Linked DNA regions of Rattus norvegicus: region 1 is linked to region 2. The links are chromatin contacts, called in public Hi-C maps. All regions are on one chromosome and are shown on one strand. The core of a region is the stretch at or near the end of the contact, and the rest is flanking DNA. Distances in the headings are between cores, read along the strand shown. Region 1 holds the start of Alpl (alkaline phosphatase, biomineralization associated). Region 2 overlaps Alpl (alkaline phosphatase, biomineralization associated).

The links. Hi-C and Micro-C count contacts between places; a contact is called where the count stands out from the background.
Region 1: a contact with region 2 is called in a Hi-C map of hepatocytes, with 2.1 times the contacts expected there. The contact joins the promoter of Alpl here to the enhancer-like site in region 2. A contact is called at or near these places in 10 of 12 Hi-C or Micro-C datasets (Schwann cells, frontal cortex, hepatocytes and 5 more) and 1 of 1 datasets of contacts at active chromatin or transcription factors (oligodendrocytes).

The regions. Positions count from the first base shown.
Region 1 is chr5:155,287,613-155,293,229 of GRCr8, reverse strand. It overlaps Alpl (alkaline phosphatase, biomineralization associated), which reads left to right and starts at 3,445. Exons shown (of 12, transcript NM_013059.2): 1 at 3,445-3,508.
Region 2 is chr5:155,228,501-155,234,801 of GRCr8, reverse strand. It overlaps Alpl (alkaline phosphatase, biomineralization associated), which reads left to right. Exons shown (of 12, transcript NM_013059.2): 12 at 1-32. Among named protein-coding and RNA genes, the nearest start is that of Rap1gap, 56 kb to the right of the region's middle. Within about 2 kb of position 2,416, at least 40 of the 93 cell types and tissues checked have an H3K27ac peak or open chromatin away from gene starts, as enhancers often do. A contact at or near this core is called in hepatocytes and prefrontal cortex, where this site is marked.

The DNA of each region.
Region 1 (5,617 bases), core at 2,196-4,695, 57 kb before region 2:
CACCGCTACCCAGTAAGAACCCCCCCCCTCGGGGGCTGGAGAGATGGCTCAGTGGTTAAGAGCACTGACTGCTCTTCCCAAGGTCCTGAGTTCAAATCCCAGCAACCACATGGTGGCTCACAACCATCTGTAATGGGATCTTATGCCCTCTATATAATAAATAAATATTTAAAAAAAAAAAAGAACCCCCCCCTCCTAAAGAGAGGGTTGGGGAGAGGTGTTAGAGAGGCTGCCTCCATTGTTACAAAATGAGTCTTATTGTGTCTTATTGTGACGAGAGCTTTGAATCATGTGGACAGGCACAAAGGAAGTGTTCCTCAAATGACAACTCACAGTGGACTTTCCTTTCACAACTGTGAATTCCCCATTCTCTATGTAGGGCTGCTCTGAGCAGCCTGACTCACTAGATGGAGTCAGGAACCCTACAGCAGGCCCCTCCTTCGGGATCTCCAAGTTCATTTTCATACTGAGTTGAAGGCGGGGCCAGAGGGGACCCAGAGAGTCAAGAACTGAAGCTTTGGTTAGGCCTAAGCTTGAAATATAACCATCACACCTGTAAACATCTACGAGAATTCAGTCTTTCCTACCCCCAGGGGCCACACTGCCTCTGTCAGTCGTCCCTTCTCCTTTGTCCCTCTCTGTCCACTAAGGTCCCTACTCTAAGCTTTGGACTCCTGGCTCTTACTTGAGCCCTCTATCCCCACACCATCCGGTTTTTTAAGACATGGTCCCTCTCTGCAGTTGTTTGGTCTTGGATTTGCAATCCTCCTGCCTCGGCCCTCTGAATATTAAGATTATAGGGGTGCGGGTCAACTGAGCCGTGACTAGGAAACTTGGGTCTTATTTCAAGCAGGGAGCTCATGGCATAGAGTCAATGTGGACAAAGAGGAAGGATACAGAGCTCTCAGGCATGGGGGCTTGGAGGTTGACTGGTTCTGTTTGCCCATTTCTTTCATCTTGGAATTGTACCCTGGAGACCATGTATGAAAAGATGGTGTGACATCTATATAAGGAGCTGCTTCCATTCACTGAGCAGGCCAGGCATCCGGACCAAACAGCTGCAGGGAATCTGGGTCTTTTTTTTTTTCTTTTTATTCAGAGCTGGGGACCAAACCCAGGGCCTTGTGCTTGCTAGGCAAGCGTTCTACCACTGAGCTAAATCCCCAACCCTGGGAATCTGGGTCTTAACCAGAGATACTCTGTCAGCTTACCAGCCGGCTAGGACAAGGCTAGGGCAGGGGGTGGTGTGGATTCGGGCTCCTGATGTGAAGGCCTGGCCTCCTCCTGGCTTTTAGGCAGCATCAAAAGTGGTACCCAGGGGTTGGGGATTTAGCTCAGTGGTAGAGCGCTTGCCTAGGAAGCGCAAGGCCCTGGGTTCGGTCCCCAGCTCCGGAAAAAAAAGAACAACAACAACAAAAAAAAAAAAATTGGTACCCAGAGATCAGGGAAGCAAGGCATGCTGGGAGACACCATCTCAGCTGATTGCTTACTTCTGTGCTGAATCTGAGACCCAGGGTCTCGTGCACATAGGCAAGTACTATACCCCACTGATTACATTCTTCAACTGAATTCTGGAGGGTCAGAGACCAACAACAGGGAAAGTGTGCAGTGAAGAAGGTGGGGGGGATGGGGAGTGGGGAGGGGGAGATAAGCAGCCACACCAATCCCTTGGAGAGCGCTTGTGATTCTCCATGAAGACAGAATGGTCTCTCACGGGGCAAACCAGAATTGCTCATTCCCAATGGATGGTATTGGGGGCCTGGGAGGTGGGGGAAGTTCATGGTAACAGACAGAAACCGTCCAATTCCTGCCGCTAGCTTCAGCTTCTCAGCTCTGCCCATGTTGGGAAGGAAGACCTCCTGTGATGCGGATGTCCCTTGGCACACAGAGGCTGATATTATCTCAAGCCTTTTGTAATCCCGAGCCGTTTGGCGCTAGCAAGCAATTGCCAAGCGCTGTGTTCTGAGCTCACGGCTGTCTTAACTCTCGGCTTCTTATAGACAAGGACGAGAAACGTCCAGAGCTTCATTTGTTCATTGCCCCCATGACTTTTGCCACCGTGACCTCACTACGAAATACACAAACAAAGGAGTAGTTGATCCAATACTTGGGTCTCACTTTGTAAAAACATAAACTTATTTCTTAAGGGAAATTTTACAGCACTACAGTAAATAAACAGAATCAGTTATTAAAATGCAAGACCAAAGGGAAACAAACCCAGGCATTCTCGGTTTTTGGCATCAGACTCCGGCTCTGGCCCTGAACTTACCAATGAGTCATACGTTGTCTCTGGGCCTTGGTTTTCCTTCTGTACATTGGGCTCAATGGTAGATCTCATATAGAAGAAGCCCGGACTTACGACGGAACTTGAGGCTAGAATTGGTCAATCCTGGGGCATAGGCGCTGAGGAAGATGGAGTTCAGGGATGCATGATCCTTACTTTCAAATCTCTGGCTGTTGGGGATTAGAGACACAAATAGTTTCAGTCAGCTTCAGTAGCCGTAAGACCTTCCTCTTAGGAGAAGGATATGAGAAGGGATTCAAACGGTGGTGACATTCAAACCGACCTCCAGGAGTTCACAGCAGGAAATGGATCAGAGACTTCCAGAACCCAGACTGGCTCTCACGGGAAGGGAGGTGATGGCCCCTGGGGAATGGAGTGAGGCCTGTAAGCACCCAGCGGTTGCCTTTCCTCTCCCATTGATCTAGAATTTGTTTCCTGTGCATTTTCCCAACACGGCGGTCTCTTATAACTCCCTCAATAACGGGAAGCAAGGGAAACCAGGGGATAGTGTCTGCCGGTTATAGAGCCTTGGGCAGCCCTCCGAGGTCACCAGAGCAGGCTTGTGGGCCTGGACAGTCTGTCTCCACTGCCTGGGAAGTGGTGTGACCCGGGCAGGTCCTGGGGCCTCTGACTGGGACAGACAGAATGTCCTGAGTCCCTATTTCTGAAGGCATTAGGGAGGGAAGGCCCTGCCGGAGGGATCTCCCTCTGCTTCCTACTGACTTCGCTAAGGGCGAAAAAGAAAGTGGCTAGGAAAGGGGTAAGGGTGAGAGGCTCAGAGGCGCACATGGTTACAGACAAGGATGTCTAGGCAGAAAGATAGAGACTTAAGAGAAGCCAAGTGGATTCATAGACGCGCAGTCAGGCACAGGAAAACAACCATCAAGGGACAAACATTCCTACAGAGAAATCAAACCTAACGACACGCCAGCCCTGAGGCCAGGATGAGCAAGGCGGGCTAACCTGCCTGTTGCAGCCCTACGGGCCGGGTCGAGGGCGGCGCTCCCGGCAGGGGGCGCCCTGGCAACGCAGAGGCACCAGCCTGGGGCTCCGGGTGCGGGCCGGGGGCGGGGCGGCCGGGGGCGGGGAGGCCGGCGGGTGCTCAGCCGGGCCGCCTTCATAAGCAGGCGGGGGAGGTGGCCGCCAGAGTAGGCTCCCGCCACGGCGCTCCTTAGGGCCACCGCTCGGCGCGCCGGGACAGACCCTCCCCACTCCTGCCTGCAGGTAAGGAAAGCATGCTGCGCCCGCGGCTGGTGCGACTCTCACGCGCGCGCTCCGCCGGTCCCGTAGTGACTGTCCCAGCCACTGTGGGGAACGTGGAAGGTCAGGCTCCCTGGGGACTCACGACCTCCCGCTCCGGACCCCGCGTGCATCTCTTGGGGCCTGGCAGGATGACGGTCGTGTCGCCCGCGGAGCCGCTACTCAGGACCCTACCCTGGTGCTAAGCACCTGCTCCCGGTGCCCACGCGGCGCCGTAATCCACAGCTGCGCCCTTCGTGGTCCCAAGCCACTCTGTCCCGTTGGTGTCTAAAGTAGTTGGGGAGCAGCTGGGAGAAGGCACGTGCTGAGATCTTTGGCGGGAGAGATCGGAGACCGCAAGCTAGTGTCTGTCTGGGAGCGGGGGAGCCCAGGAAACGGAAGGAGCCTGCGAACGGCTCCGGGCTGCGTGCACGTGAGAGTGGGGCTGCTGCCTTGCCCTGCGTGGGTAAGAAAGGGTTAAAGGCACAGGCACAGCGGCAGGACCCAAGGCAGAAGAAAACCTCATTCTTACCCCACATTGTCCATGGTAATCCTTTTCAACACTAATGGGCCTGGGGAAGGAGGCCTTGCAAAGGACTCTGGGTATGCCTGTGAATCCTGATTAAAAGAGAGGGCTGGCGCGGTGATGCTGGCAGTCTGGAGGCTGGGGATCTCAGTGAGTTCGAGGCCACTCTAGCTATCTAGGGAGATTGGGTCTCAAAGTCATGCATACATATATATATACACATACATACATATGTGGGTACGTGCACACATGCATACAAGAGAGGGATGCTTGCTTCTCAGGCCTGGAAGGAACTTTGGCTCTAAGAAGAACTTAAAGACCCCCTCAGGCAGACTCAGATTCTCAGTCTTGTTGAGAATTAGTGAGGAGGACACTGTTTATTGAATGCCTACTATGTGCTAAACACTGCTTTGACACCTGACAGAAATCTCATCTACAAATAGGGACAGTGAGTTTTAGACAAGGTAAGTGATGTCAGGAATTGAACCCTGTTGCCCATTCTCCGCAGCCCAAGAGATGAAGGAAAGCCCCTCTCAGGTTTCCCTTCATCCTCCAAGCCTCCCTGGTCTTCCCAGCCAGCTCTTTCCTCTCCAACCTTAACTCCTTGCCCATCTCCTCTCTGTCCTTTTCCCTGTCCTGAACTATCTCTGATTCCGTTGGGGGAGAACACAGCTTCTCAGAAACCTACTGGTGGAGTGAGACAGGTCTAGGCTGGTTGCCATGTCCTGTCTGTGACAGTCCCATCTATATGTTAGGGCTACAGTGAACCAAAAGACCGGACAGGCCAGAATGGTGGGTGTCTTTTATCCACACATCCTTACCAGGCATCAGCTGTGTGCTAAGAGGTGCCAAGAGTGGCACTGTCAACACCGGGCCCCCCATCCTGTTGAGGTGAACCTTTGCATAACAAATTCTTTTCAGGCTTTGAAAATTTGAGTGTCGCACAGTAGAGTCAAGATGAAGTAGTTCCCAAAGAAAGGGATAAAGGTATCACACCGTGTCACAGGGAGCAGCCAGTACATGGTCCTAACGAGATGGGGCATAGCTGTGTGACCAGGGCACAGCTCTGGTCTCCCTGTGTCTCGGATTCTCCTTGAGGGTATACAGGAACTGGAACTCATCGTTCTGTAGACCCTCTGGGTAGGGAGGGCACTGTACAGCTTGCAACGTGTTTTGCAGGTTCATGTGCTATAGAAAGCAATGACTGTCCCCCACTCCAGTGTCAGCAGAAATTGCATCAGAGTGTACAGGGTTATGTCATTGCCTCTGAACCCTGCGATCCCGTCAACCACCTTTGTCCAGGCTCTGCCCACTCCCTGATGGGCAGGAAGCACTCGGCCTTCCTACTGTTACTCAGATGTAGCCCCTCCCTCCCGGACTGACACAGCTCAGCCCGGGAAGGGAGCCTGGAGCTCCAGGCTAGGAATAACCCAGGAATCTCCTACCATCCACCTCTACCTCATTGTCCATGGAGCAACCCAACACCAAACCCTTTCCTGTTCTATCCTGCAAAGACAGGAGATGCTATCCTTTCCCGCATGCGAAGAAACCTCTTGAAGGGACAGCTT
Region 2 (6,301 bases), core at 1,167-3,666:
ACACAAGACATTTAAATAAAATGTTCCAAATATTTCTGAGGCCAGAGCTGAGTCTTTGTGGTCAGTGGGAAAGAGACCAAAATAGGCCCATCACTGAGGAAAGAACTGGACTCAGGGTGAGGGCATGTCCAGCCGAGAGGCCGGGGCTCCTGTCAGACAAGGGGGGCCTCACCACTCACCAGCTGTGATCCACTGTGTTTTTCAGTGCCGCCATGTGTAGCAATGAGAGACAATCTACTCATAGGTCAGTGTGAGAATTAAAAGAGGGGGAGTCCTTTGTCCCTAAACCTTTATACTCACAAAATACACCGCATAGCCCAGCGAGGTGTAGCTGCTCACTCCTGCCTTAGTCAGCAAATGCCAGGCACTGTATAAAGGCTCAGTAGTTGCCTGGCAATGGCTCAGTCAGTGAGAAGGCTTTGCCCATTGAGGCACTGGCCGCCGAGAACAAGCATAACAACTCCAGTGTGATCCCCAGAACTCATGAAAAAGTAGGAGGAAAAAGATCACTCCATGGAGTTGTCACCTCCTGCCACCTCCCACACACACACTGTGGTGTATGTTTGCTCACACACGATTATACTAGAGGTTCTTGGTGAATCCGGCGGACACACGCCTTCCCTTGCAGGCCTCTTAGCAGCCTAGTGCATAACGCCGCCGTCTGGTGGGATTGCTACAGACATTGGGGTACAGAGTCCCCTAGATTTGTTCCGCTTGCCTCAAGTCCGTTTGCTTGTGAGAGTGAACACTGGCCCCTGCCTATAACCAATAACTATGGCCTGTACTAGGCTCCCCCTTGAGGGAGACCTCCCCATCACCCACTTTATGAATGAGGATCACCCACAGTGTGAGAGGTGTATGATTGTCAAGGTCTCCCACGTTGCGGACAGAGACTTGACTCCAAATTCGCTCGATGCCAACGTTCCTGCACTCAATAACATCGTTTATTTGTTTATGATACATTTCCAAGTTCCTGCCCACTCAGTCCCGGCCAGTGTCTCACAATTCTCACCACTTAAAACAGGAGCCAAAGGCTTCACACCAGTTAAACGGGAACTAACACCGAATATCTGGAGTGGACTTCTTTTGGGTCTGAAAGGACAGTGAGCAATTTTTTTTTCTTCTGAGCTTCCTAGCAGTCAAGGCAAAAAAAGGGAAGCACAGCTAAGCGGATGCTAGGCTTGAAAATTCAATTGTATGCGTTCTGTCCAGGACAGAGCTCTCCAACTCATCTTGAACTGGGTACCACAGCGCCTTGAGATATTAGCACAATCCCTTTGAAACTTTTGCGATCTCTCTGAACTGTCACTTAGTAGTTCCTTACATCCACATGCTTTTAAACATCCCCCAGTTCTGCCTGCAGTCTACCCATGTAGCTAAGAGCATGATTACCATAGGGACTGTGTGTGAACCATGGCTTTGTGTCTCGGCCTGAAGCGGGAATGAATTATCGAACTGAGAGCGAGTGGAGACAGAAAAAGAAAGAACGAGGGAGGGGTTGGGGATTTGGCTCAGTGGTAGAGCGCTTGCCTAGCAAGCGAAAGGCCCTGGGTTTGGTCCCCAGCTCCGAAAAAAAGAAAAAAGAAAAAAAAAAAAGAAGAAGAAGGAACGAGGGAGTTAGTTGTGTGATGAGGCCGCCGGGCACAAGAGGTAGACTTCAGAGTCACCCCCAGGGTGTGGAAGAAGTGGAATGTTGATTCTCCATCTCCCTCCCTGGCTAAGGGCTGTATCACAGACAGATCACGCCGAGCCTCCATCTTGCTTCTTGAAAGGTTGAAACCCCCTAGCGAGTACTGGAATCAGGATCCTAGAGAGGACAGACACATCTGCTGAGTAAGCTGTGGGATGTGCTAAAGCGGGGAGCATGGCTGAGTCAGAACCACAGGGGTCACACCTGTCTCAGCCCTGTAGACTGGGGCAAGGTCTTGCAGCCCTTTGACACCCCAGCCTAGCACGCTGTGGGCACTGAAGTCCCCAAAGTGAACATGCAGTTAGTTCTTCCTCTTCAGGATGTTCTCCAAGACATCCGGATGCTCACACACATCATAGGGCACTGTCACCCTGGCTGCTGATCACGTGGGCTATGCCTCCCAGTCTAAGCCAGAGATGTCGGCAGTGGACCCACCTCTGTCCCCAGCAACCACACTGATTGTAATCAGCATCTAGTGGCTCACAAGTCTCCTTGTTCTCAGGTTTCTCAGGCAAGGACAGAGATGGACCGGCAGGTCCTCTTCATAACACAGTATGTGACTCTGTTTCCATGTCAACACATGGGTACACTGGCTGAGAGGCATAGACCCAGGCTCTTCCCACCACCGCCATTCCATTTGGGCAGTATCTTCTTAGTAGAGCCAGTAAGCACCCTGATTTGCCACCTGAGCGTTCTTAGCCTCCGCTCAGAGTTCATTGGCAGGAATTTGACACGTGACCCCCAAGTGCAGAGGGTGCTGGGAAATGTAGTTTTTTAGTTGAGCATCTGCCTCATACCAACAAATCAGGTTCTCACCCTTAGCATACTAACACTGAGGAGCAGGTGATGGAAGTGGAGGCTGGGGTAGCAACCCTGGCTTCTGATCAGGAGATTTGGGGCGCGGGGGAGGGGCAAATTGCTCCCTGCAATAGCTGAGGGAGGGGGCTGGGAAGTTTGAGGGACAGCTCCACTAATTCTCAAGACGCTCTAGATGTTGTGGAAGACTTGAGTCTCTGGCTTCTTTGGAAGAGGGTCCTGTCAGTAGCTTAGCCATCATCTCTGGTATCCCCCTATACTGCTCTCAGCTCCTTCAGAAGCCACCGTGGAAGCTGAGAGTTTGACACTTGACTCACAGATACCACGTGCTGCACCTGGGTGACCGAACAGAGAACAAACCCACTGTCCACAAGTTCTTTCTTAGCGACACCACCCCAGAGTAGGGAACACGAAGAGTAGGGGGCTAGGAAGGAGGCACCTAACTAGTTGGGTGATCGAGGTGGTGGGCAGAGGGCAAGCAGGACAGAGAAGATAGCTCATGGAGTGAGACCGGACATGGGGAAGGCTTGGGCTTGGGGCCTAAGAGAGTTCAGAGGCAGTGACCTGGGAAGAGTGGGTTGGGCCGCAGGACTCCCGGTGCCATTTTGAGAAGCCTGCTGTTGCCCATGAAGACCCTGGGGGCATCATGATCAATACCACTGCGGAAGCATCCTCTCAGCAGCCAGTTTTAAGGAAATTTCTATGATGCTGGAGGCTGGGCGACCACAAGGAGGCTGCTACAACAGGCCGGGCGGGGAAGTCTAGGCTGTGGCTGTGGGAGCGAGGTGGGAAAAGCCCCAGACATGACTCTCAGCAATCTTGCTCCTGGTTATTGAGGAGGAGTTTATGCCTGTACCTGAGTGGTTCAACTTACCAAGTGCTCCGAGATCAAGAACAAAAGTCAGCAAGAGACCTATTGTGTGCCGTGCGCCATACTAAGTGCCCTGGACAGGACATAGAAGGGAGCTGCTGCCTAGAGGACACACTTTGCACAGCCGACTCACCATCATCCTGAGTGGTAGACAGTGTCACTGTCACTTACAGATGGGCAAGCTGAGGTTCAAAGGGCATGATAGCCCGCTCCAGATGTAGATGGTTGTAGATGGTCGATACCCTGCTCCCTTGCTCCTAAGGTGTCAATTTATCTAAGGACAAGGGCCCCAGCCCCATAAACCACAGGACTGTGGGTTCCTTGGGGAGAATTGGGGGAGAGACCCAGACAGCAAAGTTTGTAATTACCCCCTAAGCTAAACTGAAGACCTCCCACTGGGATGTTCCCTGGGGTGGGGGTGGGGTCATGATTAAGCACTTAGGGGAGGATTTGAGCCCCCTAAGTGGCTTCCTCTGCTACTATCCTGGCGCCAGGTCCTTTCCCAGTTCTTCACGGTTGTCCCTGTGGCCGTCAGGGAGATTGGACATGAAACCTGACGTTGTAGAACAGGCTAAGCTGTGGGAACATGGGAACAGGCTCAGCGCACAGTAGGTCTGCAGCCCAGCGGGAACACACATGCACTCATAAGTATTCCCAATTCCAATCAGCAATTCCCATGTTGTATCCTGGGCCTCAGGCACTGTCCCTTAGCACTCTGACACGCACGGGCCCATCTTATTTTTCACTAACCAGCCTCGGAGGGCCACAGGCTATTAATCCCATTTTACAGATGAATCATCAGGATCAGACAAGAAAGGTCATAAGCTATGGGAAATCTCAGCATCAGCGATGGCTAGAGCCAAGGCCAAGACTAGAAGCTTAGAGCACAGGCTTTAAATTTTTTTAAGCTAATTTATTATTATTGTATTCTGCAAGATTTGTAGGTGTGATTATGAATATAGGTGTGTGTGTGTGTGTGTGTGTGTGTCAGTGTGTGTCCGTGTGTGTGTGGAGGTCAAGAGGCAAGTTTCAGGAGTGTGGACAACAGTGGAGGCTACTCTGTAGCTGGCAGGCCCTTGTGTCCTCAGGGCTGGGGATGGCACTGGCTTGGCATGGAGAGTGGTGGTTGGTGGCTGGGTCACAGACACGTTGGGGAGCTGAAGCCAGCAGGGCTGCCTGGCTCAGGGTATGGGGAGAAGAGGAAATAGCAGAATCAGGGGCTCCCCCTAAGTTTTTGGTCCAGGGCCTGGGTGGATGAATGTGCCATTTATGGATATAGAAGACCAGATTTGGGGAGAGTAAGTAGAGTTGGGTTCGGGGCACAGTTAGATGGTGGCACACACTGGACTTAGGGGTAGAGAGGCTGAGTAAGCCGTCAGGAGAGCCTGGGACACAGGGAGAACCCCAGTTGCCCACAGGCAGGTATGCAGAGGAAGTGATTTGCCCAAGGTTCCAGAGAGCCAGTGGCCAGGCAGAGTTCATTCCACTCCAGGGCCCTCTACTCTGAGAGGGTTAGGAGAAGAGACTTGGATGGGTATACGTGTTAACAGCCTCAGGGGTAAAGAAGCCCTGAGAAGGAACTCAGAGACAGATCCCTCCAGCCTGGGCCACTTGCCACCTACACTCGGGCTGTCCAGCTAGAACAGCCTTTTCTGAGCTGTCCCCAGCCTGGATGGCTGGCGGACATGGTGGTACGGAGAGCAAAGCCTAGGTCCAGAGAACATAGAGCTGGAGTCAGGTTGTCCACAAGCTGGACTTGACTTTGCCATCAGCTCTATGGTGGGCATCTGCCCGGGCCAGCTCAGGACCTGGGTGGAAACCATCCAACTATGACGCTCCTGGTATCTTCCTGGACTTAGGACCTGGGGCCTGAAATCTCTCCTGGCCACTTGCCTGATGCCTGCCTCTGCCCACCCCCAGACCTCAGGACCCCTCCAGGTCCCTTTCAGCTTGGCTCTCATCATGGCTGCTGCCCTGAGGCCAGGACTGAGGCCTCCCTGGCTCCTGCCCAGACCACCCAGCGCCAGGCCCTGGCGGAGCCCGTCAGGGCTGGCCAGCCGTGGTCTGGCTCCGCCTGAGGGGCTGTGGCCTGGGAACCACTGGCTGTCTCCTTGGGAAGCGGCTGGGTCTCCAGAACAAACATGGAACCACAGGCTCCTCTCCTGCCCACCGAAGAGGGAGCTGCTTCTGGCTCCTTGCCACACCCCACTCTCCAGGCCTGGCTCCCACTTCTGTGGGGGATGGGTGAGTGGGGGAACAGAGTGGTGAACTCAACCCTGAAAGGGGAGGGGGCAGGAGGGCTGCCTAGCAAGAAGAGGGCAGATGGGTCTTCGTGACCAGGGGGAAGGGGCAGATGGCAGAGACAACTGTGAATGGAGAAGGCTGTGGTGGGAATACAAGTGACCTGAGATGCCTCGGAGACCCTCAGGAAGGTTTCTATGGACTGGGCGGAGCTCTTCTGAGCTTCAAGCCAAGAACAAAAGCTTTGGAATCAGACAAAGTTGGTTTCAAATGCAGACTCAGTCACATCCAGACTCAAGGGTCTTGGGAAATTGCCTTTGCCTGTCTGGACCCTCAGTTTCTCCCTTTACACACACACACACACACACACACACACACACACACACACACACACACACACACACAGTGACAGAGTCCCTGTGTCACAGAGTGATGGACAGATCACAAAGTCCCCTAGACAGAAAATACCCAGTCCATGGCATGGCACAAAGTGTGGATCCCCTAGGGACATCAGCCGCAGTCCCATCAAGGCCCCATAAGAGGCAAAAACAGGCCCTGGGGGGTCCTGGTCCTTGTGGGGCAGGCCAGGACAACCTCGGTGAATCACACAGCCCGGGGAAGGTCACATCTGACTACACTCGAAGCTGCAATTAGAGTCCAATTTAAAGAAATGCCTGGTTCGT